Regions from separate parts of the Mus musculus genome. Here regions 2 and 3 are each linked to region 1. Evidence: chromatin contacts called from public HiChIP or PLAC-seq and promoter capture Hi-C data. All regions are on one chromosome and are shown on one strand. The core of a region is the stretch at or near the end of the contact, and the rest is flanking DNA. Distances in the headings are between cores, read along the strand shown.

Region 1 (4,557 bases), core at 938-3,437:
CTACCAAATTTCCTGTTGGAGCGTTGCGATTATATAACACTGTTACAACCAGTCTTGTAAGCCGTTTAATACTTTCACTGATTCTCATTTCATAACTTTCCAAGCAAAATGAAATCAGACAAAACCATCTGAACAAAGAAAAGTAATCTTTTGATGTTGTTGTTATAGTTCATTTTTAGTATGTGGTTTTCTTCAGAAAGAATTTAAGAAAAAACATAGCTCAGAATTATACTAGAAGTATAACGTCCAGGGATTCCGGGTTTCCCAGGGGCCTCTTGAATTCCCCTTTCTAACTTATTACAGAGCTGTTCACAAGTCTCCCCCCCCCCCCCCCCCCCCCCCGACCTGGGCCAAGCCAGGCTTTTCCTTGCAGCCACCAGGGGGCTGTCTGGTTAGGAACTGGGTAGGAGAAGCTGCAGCTTTCCTCCAAACCAACCAAAACCTCCCAAGGCAGCTTTGGAGCAAAGCCCAGGAACTCGCCTGCAAAACAACCTTCACTCTAGAGCCGGCAAGTTCTTAGTGAAGCTTCATTCCGGGTGAGGAATAAAACACGGATTTCTTACAAAGAATTCAAAGGGCAGCCGAGTCTGTGCTGGCCGCGGGGAAAGGCAACGTTCTAGCAGCTGCTTTCTCTCCTGAGTCCTGCTTCTGACTCGCCACAGTTGTTAATGCTGTGACAGGAGGTGTGTTGGCCTTTCTTCTTTTTCCTTTCCTGTGGACTGCCCAAATAACACCCCCGGGGGGGCCTTATCACCCGTGGGGAAATCTAGACAACTCTTTAAAATGATCTAGACATCATTCCCTTTTATACCGTGTTACAAGAGTATGTTGAAGAAAGATTTTTCAAGGTATTTTTTTTTAACAGTGTTCATAAGAACATAATTGTATTCGGTCCTTAATCAAAGTAGTTTTGTCGCAATTGTTAACTTCCCATTGGCTGCGAGTTCTCTGAGCACTCTGCGTTTTTCCAATAAAACCTACCTCCAAGGCGTAGCTGGAAGACTGCCTGGGTCATCTGGAACAGCACACTGTCGCCCGCTGTTTTCTCCCAACCTGACCTTCGGAACTTGAGGTATGGACATTTCAGCGCTATGCTTGCAAGTGCAGAACCCTTCCAGGGTGGAGATTATTTTTGTCTTCTGGTTTTGTACTTATATTTCTAGGACAGAGGCGAAATAACGAGGTGTCCCTTTAAACCCTACTTGTAGAACCAACCCGGAACACACTCAGTGAGGTGTTGGGGGGGGGGGGCACTTCTCATTTAGGGCAAGCAAGGCATTGCCCATTGGTGTGGGGGAGCAGAGCGTCCAGAGCCACAGGAGGATCTGAGCGCCCCGTGTTTCCAAGCGCACCACAAGTGGTTTGGGGGCGGAAGGAGGAGCGCGGTGACACCTGCCGCGCCTGTCGGGCGACTCAGGAGGGTTGTGCCCCTGGAGATCCCCTCTATCTCCTGTCATTCATACCCTACCCCACCCCCTGTCACACTCCTACCTCTTCAACTAAAAGAATGATGGCTCAAATGGATCCTCCACGCTCCTGCAGTTGGGTGGGTGGACGCGTGTCCACCAGACCCGCAGCTACGTGACCCCGGGGGAGGGTGGCGCACAAGGCGCCGTTACCGCAGAGTCGTAGCGGGGGACATTTGCACATAAGCGGCAGGTGCGCAGGGCACTCGAGTGGAGGGTTGCTCGGGCAGTGGCAGGGAGCACAGCCCGGAAGCCATTTCGTCTCTGATACTCTGGCGGAGCCAGGGTGGCCTGAGCCTGCCGCAGCTGCTGGGAGAATCGAACAGGCTAGAGGACCAGAGGGGAAGAACGGTCGGCGGTTCGCCAGCGGCGGAGGAGCTGACACCCTAGTCCCTAGTAAGGCTACCGCGCTGGGTCCTCCGGAGTCGGAGACTCCGGCCCTGCACCTCGCCGCCCGCGCAGGTCGCGGCAGAGAGGTCGCCGGTGTCCTGGGACCCACGCTGCGCCCCTCAGCGTCGGCGCCGGAGGAGAGTTGACAGGTCAAGGGAATAGGGCTCGCTCGGGAGCCCGCGCAGTACTGGACCCCGTGGCGGAGGGGGCGGAGCGGGGAGGAGACTGCGGCTCGGCCGAGCACGGCGCAGCCTTGGGCGGGCGGCCGGCCGGCGTGACGCGGCGGGATTAACTTTGCATGGCTAATACGAGCACCAGAGCTGAGGCCACCGGCTGCTCGGCCGCAGCTCGCCAGCACGCCGCCTTGGGGCGCCACCTCCAGGCTCCAGCGCTCTGGTAACTTGGCAGGGTGGGCGGGCGTGGGGGGAGGTCTACAGGTCTTGCGGGCCGGGCGCGGGTGGCCAGCGACGCGCTCTGTCCTTGAAGCTGGCCTCTGAGACCGGCTCCTCTCGGGCTCGGGCACCCGGTGCAGGGACCTGAAGCCAGAACCCAACTAGGGACAAGCTCCTTGTGAAATGGAGTTTGACGTCCTGGGCTCCGAACCCAGTGGAAGTTTCCATGAGGAGGAAGTTGTAGGGCATGGGGGTTCGGAAGAGGCTGACAGGCGCGGGGGTGGGCGATTTAAAGGGACTGTGGGTCTCGTGTCCCATCTTTTTGGCTCCTGCACAGGAACTCCAGGCTTTGGAAAGGAGAAAGGTCCTGAATAAGCTGCTGCTCAGTGCCAGTCTGCCTCTCATCCGCTCCGCAGGCTCCCTCCCTCCAGAATCGCTCTTTTCCTTTGCTTCTTTTGGGTTCTGCATGTTTGTGACGATCCGGGTGGTGTCAGCTGTGCTCCCTAAGACCGGGAAAGACGTCTTTGGAGGGTTTCTATTGTTAGGGTTAGTTGTCATTTTGGAGGAAGATTTCCCGTGACTGCAGTGGGATTATTATTGGAGCTAATTCTTAAAGCCTTCTGGTTTGTTTTTAAGAGGGAGGGGGCGGAGTGTGCATACGTGGGTTGTTTTTGGTTTTTTGTTTGTTTGTTTGTTTGTTTTTAATTAAAGGCTAACTGTATAATTTGCCCCAAATGGGAAGTTTTTAAAGGGTCTATTAAGCATTTCTATAGTGAGTCAAATAAAGAAAAGAATACCTGGGCAGGCAGGTTCGCTATCCCATTCTGCCCTTTGCACACACATGAAGAACTCAAAGACTGTCGAATCAGAAAATAACATTGCATAAATTCCTCCTCTTCAAGTGTGGTTGATCCTAGATACTAGTGATCAGTTTTTAAAGACCTGTTTAAAACTGAACATTCTTTGTTCAATGCATGAAAAGGAGAACACAGCAAGCAATTTAGTTAACGATGACCGTATTAAGTAGTGTAGACCCGTTGGGGAGTTTCTTTATATGATTTATCTCTGGTTTAGCATGTTTGATGATACTGTAATGAAATATCCTCACTGTGTTGCAAAGGAATAAAATTTTCTTTTTGGTAAAGAAACGTTCTGTGATTCATTCTGAATATTCTGGATGACTGATCTCCCTAATTCACTTCAGCTTGTTATTTCCCGTTCTGAAAGAAGTCATGAACTTGGTACCATTAATGAAAAGGTGTTTCGTGGGAAGTATTTTGGACAGGGGCAGATTTTAGAGTGTTTTCATGCTGATTGGCCGTGCTTCAATTGACCCGGAGAGATATTAAGTAAAAAGTGCATTTGCTTGAGCCATTTTATGTGAAGAAATTAGTGAAGAATAACTTATTGCTTTCCCATGTTAAATAGATACTATTAGGATCCTATATTTTAAATAAATTCCAATTGTTTATTATATACTGGAAAAGAAAAATCTGCTTCACTTTGTGAGTAAAGGTAAATGGTACTGAACTGCTTCAGAATTGCTAATTTTTAATGAAACTGTTCTTGTTGGCATTACAATGCAAAAGCTTAATCTCATTGGCATTGAGGTATTGCTATATAAAGTAACTGGCACTAGAAGGGGGATAAATATTTGACTTCTCCCCTTCCAGCTTCTTTGTGGTAAATTTTGTATTAAAAAGAAACAAGCTGCAACTTCCCTATAATCCAGCACCTCTGGAAAAGGATGACTTGTTAAACAATTCCTAGGAAGGGAAAGCTGAGGCCCGCTCCTTCCCTGCTTGTTTGTAGATGCTGGTTCCATCCAGCAATGGATGCTTGGAGCTACCAGACAGCTTCTATACTTACTGTGTAGTAAGCTTATCTTTTCTATGGAAATCAGTAGAGGTGACTGGCTTCTTTAGTCTCTTGCTCTTGTGGAGGTTACATGCCACCTTCTTAGTAGGCAGGCTTTTTTTCCCTGTGTTCTCTCTGAAAGATCCTCTGCTTTTTGATCTGTTTTTCCCCTCAATACTAGCTATGGTCAGAACTGTTCTTTTGTTCTGATACTTGTGAATTTCCTCTTTAACACTGAATTCTGACTATTCTAGATGACAGCATGGTGTTCAGGAGGACGACAGTGTTCATATCTTTTTGCACTCTTGTTCTACCAGCATTTGCAAGAATACCTAGTACTCCATAGGCACTGGTAAATTTTAACTGAACAAATTAGAAAAAACATTGCCCTGACCCCAATGCCTGGCTAAGTACTTCAACCATTGCCATTTTGGACATGCCTAAAATCTGGT
Region 2 (4,557 bases), core at 1,199-3,698, 1.2 Mb after region 1:
CTATATAATACTGAATAGACTATGCAATGATGTAATGGGCCATAATCTGAAACTGAAATTTCCTCAACTACTTCAGAATACCAGAAGATTAAACTACTAAACTACTATTAAAGGTCTGGGGGTATGGCTCAGTTCTAGAGCCCTTGCCAAGCGTATATGTGAAGGCCTGGGCTCAACCAGAACACTTCCCCAGAAAGCAATTAAATGGCTAAACAGAAGCATAATTTCTCTAGTTTTACAGTTTAAAAAATTATTTCTATTTTTGATCTAAGATACCTTATCCGATCCAAATCTTTACGTACAAATGACAAATCCTCCTGAGAACACTGATAAGCATTATAAAACCATTTAGACAAAGGCTCTGTATCTCCTATTCAAATGTCAAGACTTAAGAGACTTTCTGCTGAGTGTTTTCTGAATCCTTGATTACAGAAAAAAGGGGACAACATGATTGTGTACTCTGGCACAATTAACTCTTATGAGAGGAAATCCTCTGCAGGTCACTCAAATGAACTATGTATAAAATTGGTGCCTTGTCTCTCTAAAGTAAAAATGAGTAGGTCCCTGAATTAAAACTTCTACATATTAACTTCTCTGGCATTTTAAAATTAATTCCTAAAGAGCTAATTCCCTAACCTAGAAGGAAGCTAAATTCCAGGGATCTAAACACAAATACATCCTCCAATGACAGTTTCAAAGATCTTAAGACACCTAAAGTGATATTTTTACTTCAGATTCAAGTAACCCTTAGTTTCTAACTAAATATAAACATATTACATTTAGGTATTTAAACACACTCATTCTTTTTGAGCTTTATTGACTATGTGCTCTGTGATGTCATCAGGCTCTGGAAATTCCCAGCACATAGTGAGTGAAATTAGCGTGTTTCAGAAAAACTTACGGATCTAAACAAATCCCACCGATGAAACCAACAGTACTCAAGTCCACATTACTATTCAAATCATCAAATGTCATGATTTTTAAAAACTTAGAAAAGCAAGTATTCATTTGTGCAGCTGCAACAGGAAAATGTGAACTTGCATTGGCATACCAGTTTTTCTACTTGTGATTTCTGAACTTTTCCAAAACATAAAATACTTTATATTATACGCCAAACCTGTAGCGCTATCCAGCTTCCCAAGTGTCTGAAAAGATATTTATTTGGAAAATAAAAGTGGAGCACCTGATTGAGGGAAGTGCTGTGCCCTAGAGGAAAGAGCTCAAGGTATGACATATGAAAACACTCCATCTTCACCATCACCCACAAACAAGACTGCCAAGCGCCCAGGAGCATCCTGACTGCCTGAAGAAAGACAAATATTTAGATTCCCAAGATTGCATTTCTAGAGCATGCTTTTCAAAATCCAAGGATTTAAAACTAAGATGAGCTTTAAAAAAATCTTAAAAACAGTAAGGTAATCAGAGGTAAGTCCTAGCACATTCTTTTGTACTTTAAAATGGAAATACTCAAGTAGACCCTCAAAATTACAAAATACAAGGTTAGAGGATAAGAATCTTGCAAATCAGCAAATAAGTCCAAGAGCTGCCACCAAGCCCAGGGTGATGATGTCTCTCTAATGCGGCCTTAATTTCCTTTAGGGAAGATGGATGGGGCATTTCTGGTTAGTTGTGGAAAAAGAGACACAAGAAGCCAGGCTTTATGTTCATTAGAATTGGAAAAGGGCAAATGGATCAAAACATTAGTAGCGAAGAGGGGGTGGGTGGGGGTGGGAGGACAAGGGTAATCCAGTTTCCAATCAGGCCAGTGGGTGCTGCAGAGAAGCCAGAGGAAAACTGGCTTCGGAGCCAAACTGTGCCAAGCATCGGGCATTACAAAAGACCAGTGTGACAACCCACACCCCGGGGCATCACGCACACACCCAGCGGGTACTCCCTCACCCTCACCTCCTGTAGCAATTATGCAATTTGGGAAGAGCTCCGGACAGCCGGGCACTTTGCGCCGCGACATCCATCCTGGACTTTGCGGAGACTTAGTTCCTGGCTGCGGTGGGCTCGGGAGGGGAGGGGAGAGGTCCTCGTGGGCGAAGGACGGCCACACTCTGCGGGACGGGGGAGGGGCGCGCGGGCCCCAGCGGACACGCGCAGGGTCAGGGAGGCCTGCGGGGCCGCGGGCGCGCACCCGAGCCGAGGCCGCGGCGGGGGCGGGGATCTCGCCGGGCTGGCCCTCGCCGCGTGGGGTCCCCGCGCGCCCCACGCCGCGGCTCTGGCCGCGGCCACGCCCGCCCGCCCTCACCTACTCACCTCGCGGCGTCGCCCGCGCTCCAGCCGCGGCTCCGACGCCGAGTCCGGGAGTGAAACCGCCGCCTCCGCGAGCCGCCGCCGCCGCCACCGCCGCCGCCGCCCGCCGTCCGCGCGCGCCCCCTCCCAAGCGCGCGCTCGCCCTGCCTGCCCTGAGAGCCCGCGACAGCGCGAGCCCCACGTCGGCCTCGCGGTGTCGCGCCCGCGAGCCCGCGACGCGATTTAGCCCCGCCCCCGCCGGCGCGTGCCCGCTCGAGGACCTGTGAGGTGCGCGCGCAAAAGTAAAGTGACAGCTGAGTCCTGGGCTGGGCGGGCCGGAGCAAAGGCGGGTTAGGGCGAAGGGAAAGGGAGGAGGGAAATCGAGGCTCAACGGCGGCGGGAAGGGAGGGACGAGAGGACCTTGAGGAGCGCACGAATTAAAGGGACACGCGGGCTAAGGGGTGGGGTTGCGCTTCAATAAGGTGCAGTGCGGCGGACTGGGATGAGGGGTAGGGAGAACACACACACACACACACACACACACACACACACACACACACCTGCACCACCAGCTCGTGCTCGCGCAGGACCCACCTGCACCGCTGTTGGAAAACTTCGCGTGGGCCCGGGTGAAGCCACATTTTACCCCTTAACTGCTGCAGGGAAGGTCCTGCGGTGCCTAGTCCTGTCCAGGGCTGCTAGCTGTCACTCTGGGAGGCTGGGGAGGGCGGGGCGGGACGAAGGGGGCAGCACTATCAGAGCAAGTGGGAGGCTGCCACTGTGCCTGAAAGACACAGGTGGGATAGTAGCCATGCTGTGGGTGGCCTGAGGAATATAAGGTTGCCCTGTCATTGTAGCCCAAAATAGCTACTTAAAACAAAACAAAACAAAACAAAACAAAAACCTGCACATGCTTTGTTAACTCAGCGCCCATGAACTCACTTCACCACCACCACCACCACCACCACCACCACCACCACCACCACCACCACCACCACCCACACACACACACACACAACACCTCCAGCCTATCATAACCGCTGAGATCTAGGACTACTCTTAACTTCTGTGAGGATTCTTGGGAGTGGCTGAGCCCATGCACTAGTCCTGCTCAGCAGAGAGGGCTAAAGACAGACCTCCATTTCAAGTATGGTCCAAATCACTTGAACAGTGCTAGCCAATACATAGGAAACCATGGGAAACCCAACCTACCAGATGCCATAGGCCACCATGGGAATGTGAAGTTCTGAGTCAATCAAGCAGCCTAAACAACTAGTGCAAAAAGACCCCAGAGACTAGAGCAATACAAGACTCATAACCTGTATCTGGAACAGAAAATGCTTCCACGAGATACATTCAAGAACTGGCTTTTAACCAATTACATCACTGAAAACTGCCCAAAGCAGCTAGTAATGTCTAGCCTGGAACTGACTACTGAGAAAAAAAAAATGACAGCACCTTTGTCCTTACGAATGTCAGCTCAAGAATGTATGAGAGGAAGAGTTAGAAATGAGTGAAACCTGGTTTTCTGGTTTGTGTGGCCACTTAAATCTGTCTCATGGTGTGTGTATTTCCGACATAGTACAGTGTATTAGTAGAAATGCATCATATTTAGAATATGATCAAATACAGTATTTCATAGACAGTCTTAACCTCATGAACTCTTTGCCTATTCCCATTCTTCTGATTATGTTTCAAGAATACAGAAGTAGCAGAGCCTTGACTGTGTTTTGAAACCCTTTAAAAATTGTTTTGTTTTGATGCTGGGATTTGACCCAGGGCTTCAACAGGCTAAGCAGGCACAGAAGTTCTGCCACTGAACTCTACATCCTGCCTCTGGTAGCCTATGCTTCTGTGTGTGTGCTGTTGGCTTACAATGAATGTTTCATAAGAAAACACCCTTCTGCCCCAGCCACTGTTGAGTCGTTTTGTTGTTCTGTCACTGGCAGTGGGGCTTGGGGATGTTGTGATGTCAGCTTCCACTCAGGGAATAGAATTGAAGAGCTTCGATGCCATTGTTGAAACTGTGTTTCAGCAGCATTTTGTCCATCTGCAGATGTTTTAGCTGGCATTTTTCAAAGTTCAAAACAGGACTATAAGTCCGATTCACCCTTATCATTCATTCTAGGAATACTAAATACTGTGGGCCAGGCTCTTGTTTATTGAGTCTAGGTAGTAGGGATATAACTATGAATGAAGAGGAGAGCCAGGCCTCACAGGGTTTCCCTGTTCTTATCCTTGTCAGTTTCACACTCTACATTAGATCATTAGTGAATTCTGCTGATCTTGTTGTCCAAAATGTCTGCTGATCATTATTCC
Region 3 (4,557 bases), core at 515-3,014, 1.1 Mb before region 1:
CTGCCCCTCCTCTATTTTGCCTTTTGCCTCTCTCTTTAGACAAGTCACCTTGTTGTTAGGAAAACTCAATTTCTCCCAGTTAAACTTTGACCGCTTTGTAAACAAGGATTTAAAATGTCATTTTCAGGCTAATGCTCCAATGAATTGTCAAATCAAGTACTAAAAACATTTTGATAGATAGATGAGCCATTTATCTAAATCACTGTCAGGGTGGCGAAGCATCCTGCAGGCTCCCACTACCATCAGCTCTATGTAAGATTTCCCAGGACTCCTGGTCATTTCTCAGGCCTGCAGCTGAGCTACTGTTGACTGATGAAGCTGAAGCACCATGTCAGCATCAGATAACCAAACAGTCAATATTGTTTTTGAAAACGAGGCTACCCCATTTAGATTTCTTTTCCTTTAACTGAAGTCCAGGCTCCTGACTGAATTGTAAGGTATGGAAATAATGAATGGCCAGCCCGAGGGGTGTTGGTGACCAGGAGTAACCTAGCAAAACAGAAACTTCTTAGACCAACAAAGTAACTCGGAGAGATGGCAGTGGGGTCACAGCTAAGACATATTGCCTTTTCTCGGTGAAGGGAACGAGGGAGGCAGCATCTTGCACCATCCTGCCCGGTACATTATGAACTCTGATTAACCGCCTTTACACGGTTGCATTCCTTGAAGAGACCATGTCATATTTTAATTACTTTGCACTGTTGAAATACATAAGGGGGAAGTGTTACTGAGCTCGTGGCTAATCCCAGCAAAGTTAAGTCCCCTCTCTACCCGTTACACAAATTGCATGGAATATCAGATTGCACTACTTGAAGAATGTTCAAAGTCCGTGGTCACCTTCTATTTTTCCCCTTCCTTTCGTACTTATTTAAAAACAAACAAACAAACAAACAAAAAACACCTATCTTCAAGAAAGAATAGGGTGGTAAGGGAGAACAGGGGCGCAGGAGCGTTTCAAGAAACCTCTCCAAGGGAATTTCAGCAGAGGGAATCCATATGCATGGCAGCCTATCACACCCCTTCAGCATTAAATCATTAAACCCTTTGTCTTGCCACCACTGCACTTTATTCCAGTGTCTTTATTGCATGCAAGAGAGACATTTATTTTTCCTTGGTAAAAGAAAGGAAAAAAAATAATAAACCTACATTGAGCAGTATGCCGGTGCTGCCATTCGGCCTGGGTGAATCCACTGAGGCAGGCTTTGAGAGCCTTTTCCTGCAGCATGCAGGAGGAAGGGCTCGCGGTGTAGAAATCCAGGATCTGCCCGGGACTCACTGACAGAACATCCATACAGTCAAACATGATCTCTCCGCACCGCGCTCTGCAAAAGTGCTTATCCTCTAGGTGTGGAGGCGAGCCGCACAGAAAAGTCCACGAACTCCATCAAACTCTGCCCCTTTTTTGGCACGTAGGCTGTTGGTCTTTTTCCCAGCCCCGAATCATGAATTATGACAGACAAGCCAGCTAAAAGCCTGTAATTGATCCAAATGATCATTTACCATTTTCCAGGCTCGCTCGGCCGATCCAGCCAGGGCGGGGGTTCCCGCACCGATCCCAAGTTCTCCCTTCCAGGCGACGCCCGCGCAGGCCTCCGGGAGCGCGCGGGTCCTACCCCGCCGGTGCCCAGACGCTCCCTGCCCGGGTGGCTCGCGTCCTCTGCATCCCAGTCTTGTGGCCGCGGCGCACGGGAACTCTGGTCCCCCCCTTTGGCAAAGAATAGACCCTCCTGCCTCGGAGCAGCTCACTTCCTACCACTTCTGTCACACGGAATGAAAGATTGAATTGCCTAATATATGCGAGTGAACTTTCGGTGAACCCTTCCCGGGCTGCTAACCTTCAAATGACCCAACCAGTCTGACATCACCAACTCCCAGGATTCTCACAGCGCTTAAAAACTCCCAGCAGCCCTGCAAGAGCCTTCAGCCAGCGAGTCCGCGGCCAGCCGCGCGGTGCTCCCCACGGCTCAGCGTGCAAACAATGCCAGGAGCGCAGGGAGGAGCGGGAGTGCGGCTGCGGTTTGCGCCTTTTCATCGGCCGGCCCTGGCAGGGAGACCCTCGCCCTCAGCTCGCCTCTGAAATTCCTCTCTGCTCTCCTGTTCCTGGCCAAGCCCTTGCAACTTAGGTATCTTTCCACTCCCGTAAAAGCACTCCGCAAGCCCCGAACTGCCCATCAGGAGCCCCGCCACCGCTCGCAGAGGGAAGCCTCTGGGGCCGGGAAACTTTCCATTAAGCCTGCCGTCTTTTTATTCCTTCTTCATATTATTATTATTATTATTATTATTATTATTTCCTCCCTTTTTCTCACTCTTTCAGGCTTTAGCTGAGCTCGCTGAAGGGATTGTCCTAGCTCCGGAGGGGAGAGAAAAGTCCCTTCTGGGATCTACTTAGACTTTAAAAACCCTGCAGGCAGAAACACCTGGAGCAGTCACAGATTAGTTGCACCAAACTCTGTTCCTAATCTCACCTTTCTCTTCTTTCTATCCACCACCTCCCTCCCCCCACCCCCCACCCCCCACCCCCCATTGCCAATCGCACTCTCACAAACACAGAAAGTGAAAGGCAAAACACAGAGACTGAGGTGTGTGTGTGTGTGTGTGTGTGTGTGTGTGTGTGAGAGAGAGAGAGAGAGAGAGAGAGAGAGACAGACAGACAGAGAGAGATATAGAGACAGAGAGAGACAGAGAGAGATATAGAGACAGAGAGAGACAGAGAGAGATATAGAGACAGAGAGAGACAGAGAGAGATATAGAGACAGAGAGAGAGAGACAGAGAAAGAATTTTAGATTCTGGTTTGCTGGTTGGTGAAAACAGTAACTCTGTCACTGGCCATCTGTGTGTCTAGGAAAATACTGATTTTCTCTAGGACCCAGTTTTCTCATCTGTATACCATCCATAGAACGTAAATAACTACCTGTCACTTCTCAATAAACACACAAAAGGAATATTAGCAGTGTCTCAGCCTCCTGTTTCTAGCTGTGGGACTTTTGCCAAGGATACCCAGACCTTCCTGAGGCTACAGTGTTCAGCAGTTAGTAGACTTGTGCCCTGTCTGAACCCACGCCAATCCTCAGTCTATGCACAGAGTGTTGGTGGCCACTTCGTCAGGCACAGGTCCCCACACATAACGTGGAGTTTGAAAATACTCCTCATACTGGGCAAGTATGAGGGTTTTATAATTCTGAAAGCTAGACTTGGCTCAGACCACCCCTGTCCAATTATACCTGTTTTAAAAAAATACAAATAAAAAACCTAATCTTCAGACAAGAGGATTTCTCTTTTCTTTTTTTAACTGGTTACACTGACTCAGCCTAGGGGAAGGAGCAGAATTTTTTTTAGTTGTTCTCAAAAACCCAGAGGCAATTAATATAGATGCAGCCAAACAGCCAGCACTTTCAAAAAGGGAAGCCACCTGCAGCTAGCTTCCAACTTCTCCATTGGAAAGAAGATGCCGGGCAGAGCCAGACTCTGCTTCCTTCTCTGCCAAGCTGGGAATTCTCCCACAGGAGGCTGGCAAGGAAATGGGTGGGGAAGCCCTGACTCCTGTCTTCCTTTGTGGGCAGTGCAGGGAGGGAAGGACACTGACACACAGGGGAGCCTGTCAGGTACACCCACCCTTGCTGAAATGCCCTTCTGACTAGTTTGCTATTATTTGGCTGTCCTGGCACAGGATGGGAGCATGCTGCACACTCCTCCTTAGGGAGTGAGTGTCCCTAAGAAAGCCCTCTATACCTGCAGCATAGGAAGCTCAGCGTGCTGAAGGGAGAGCTCTCACTGGAAGTGCACACTGTTTTGCTTTCCTTTCTGTAGCCATTTTGTTAGAAACTTGTCAACTACAAAGACAACACACATTACAAAGCGACCACTTAACTGACCACCACTGAACAATTGTAAAGATACAAAACGCTGGGCTATGTGTGACTTTCTGCTTGGCCCAAGAGACTTACTGTCCCTGAATGCTTCCTTGAGGTCTTGGGTTCCCTGGAAACAGAGTCACGAGCACCTAGTATTGGAGGTGGAGGAAAAGGTATGGGCAGAGGGGAGAGGAACTGAACAGAACTGAAATAAGTTAGAGGTGAGAAAGCTTGGCACCATGGCAGATACCTGTGTCTCAGGTGCCCTTTCTCCAGGAGGCTGCTGCACTTCCTTGTGGAAATTGCTAATAATGGTCCCAAAGTGCAGGGAGGCAGTGGTCATGGGAAAGAGAGGTTGAGCCCAGAAATGTCTTCCACAATATTCCTCCTTTGTGTGCCTGTGTGTTGCTAAAATTCCTTTTCTTCAGGAGACCTAAGCAATATTTAACCCTTCTCCTAACCCTATGGTTCCAAGGACAGAGGTCAGTATTACTAGAGGTCACTCTAAGGAACTTTGAGTTTACTGGGCTTCCTTACAAAGCATAATTGAAAAGTCACTTACAGGGATGTGTGGGGGTGCTCCCTCCCTAACTAGGCACTCTTGGAAGGTCTGTACTTCAGCAGAGAAGACAGCTTCCCCACAGCTATGTAGATGAAGACCACATTCCTCATATATTTAAGGCCTTCCCCAGGCCATGGGCAATT

What was found. Promoter capture Hi-C pulls out the DNA fragments that hold promoters and counts their contacts. HiChIP or PLAC-seq counts read pairs in DNA pulled down with a chosen protein or histone mark.
Region 2: an H3K4me3 HiChIP or PLAC-seq map of stem cell-derived neural progenitor cells shows a contact between it and region 1, with 11 times the contacts expected there. The contact joins the promoter of Ube2e2 here to the promoter of Thrb in region 1. A contact is called at or near these places in 1 of 39 promoter capture datasets (embryonic stem cells), 2 of 115 datasets of contacts at active chromatin or transcription factors (astrocytes and stem cell-derived neural progenitor cells) and 2 of 9 other capture datasets (adipose tissue and liver).
Region 3: a promoter capture Hi-C map of hippocampal neurons shows a contact between it and region 1, with 4 times the contacts expected there. The contact joins the promoter of Rarb here to the promoter of Thrb in region 1. A contact is called at or near these places in 2 of 39 promoter capture datasets (cranial neural crest and hippocampal neurons) and 3 of 115 datasets of contacts at active chromatin or transcription factors (astrocytes, large pre-B cells and stem cell-derived neural progenitor cells).

Annotation. Positions count from the first base shown.
Region 1 is chr14:17,658,773-17,663,329 of GRCm38.p6, forward strand. It overlaps Thrb (thyroid hormone receptor beta), which reads left to right and starts at 2,188. Exons shown (of 10, transcript NM_001113417.1): 1 at 2,188-2,252. LOC115488350 (serine/arginine repetitive matrix protein 1-like) reads right to left here and starts at 2,806. Exons shown (of 3, transcript XM_030248233.1): 1 at 2,460-2,806; 2 at 1,492-2,392; 3 at 1,144-1,159. The coding sequence starts at 2,806. The coding sequence ends at 1,516.
Region 2 is chr14:18,891,323-18,895,879 of GRCm38.p6, forward strand. Ube2e2 (ubiquitin-conjugating enzyme E2E 2) reads right to left here and starts at 2,449. Exons shown (of 6, transcript NM_144839.2): 1 at 2,263-2,449.
Region 3 is chr14:16,573,712-16,578,268 of GRCm38.p6, forward strand. Rarb (retinoic acid receptor, beta) reads right to left here and starts at 1,765. Exons shown (of 8, transcript NM_011243.2): 1 at 1,147-1,765. The coding sequence starts at 1,303.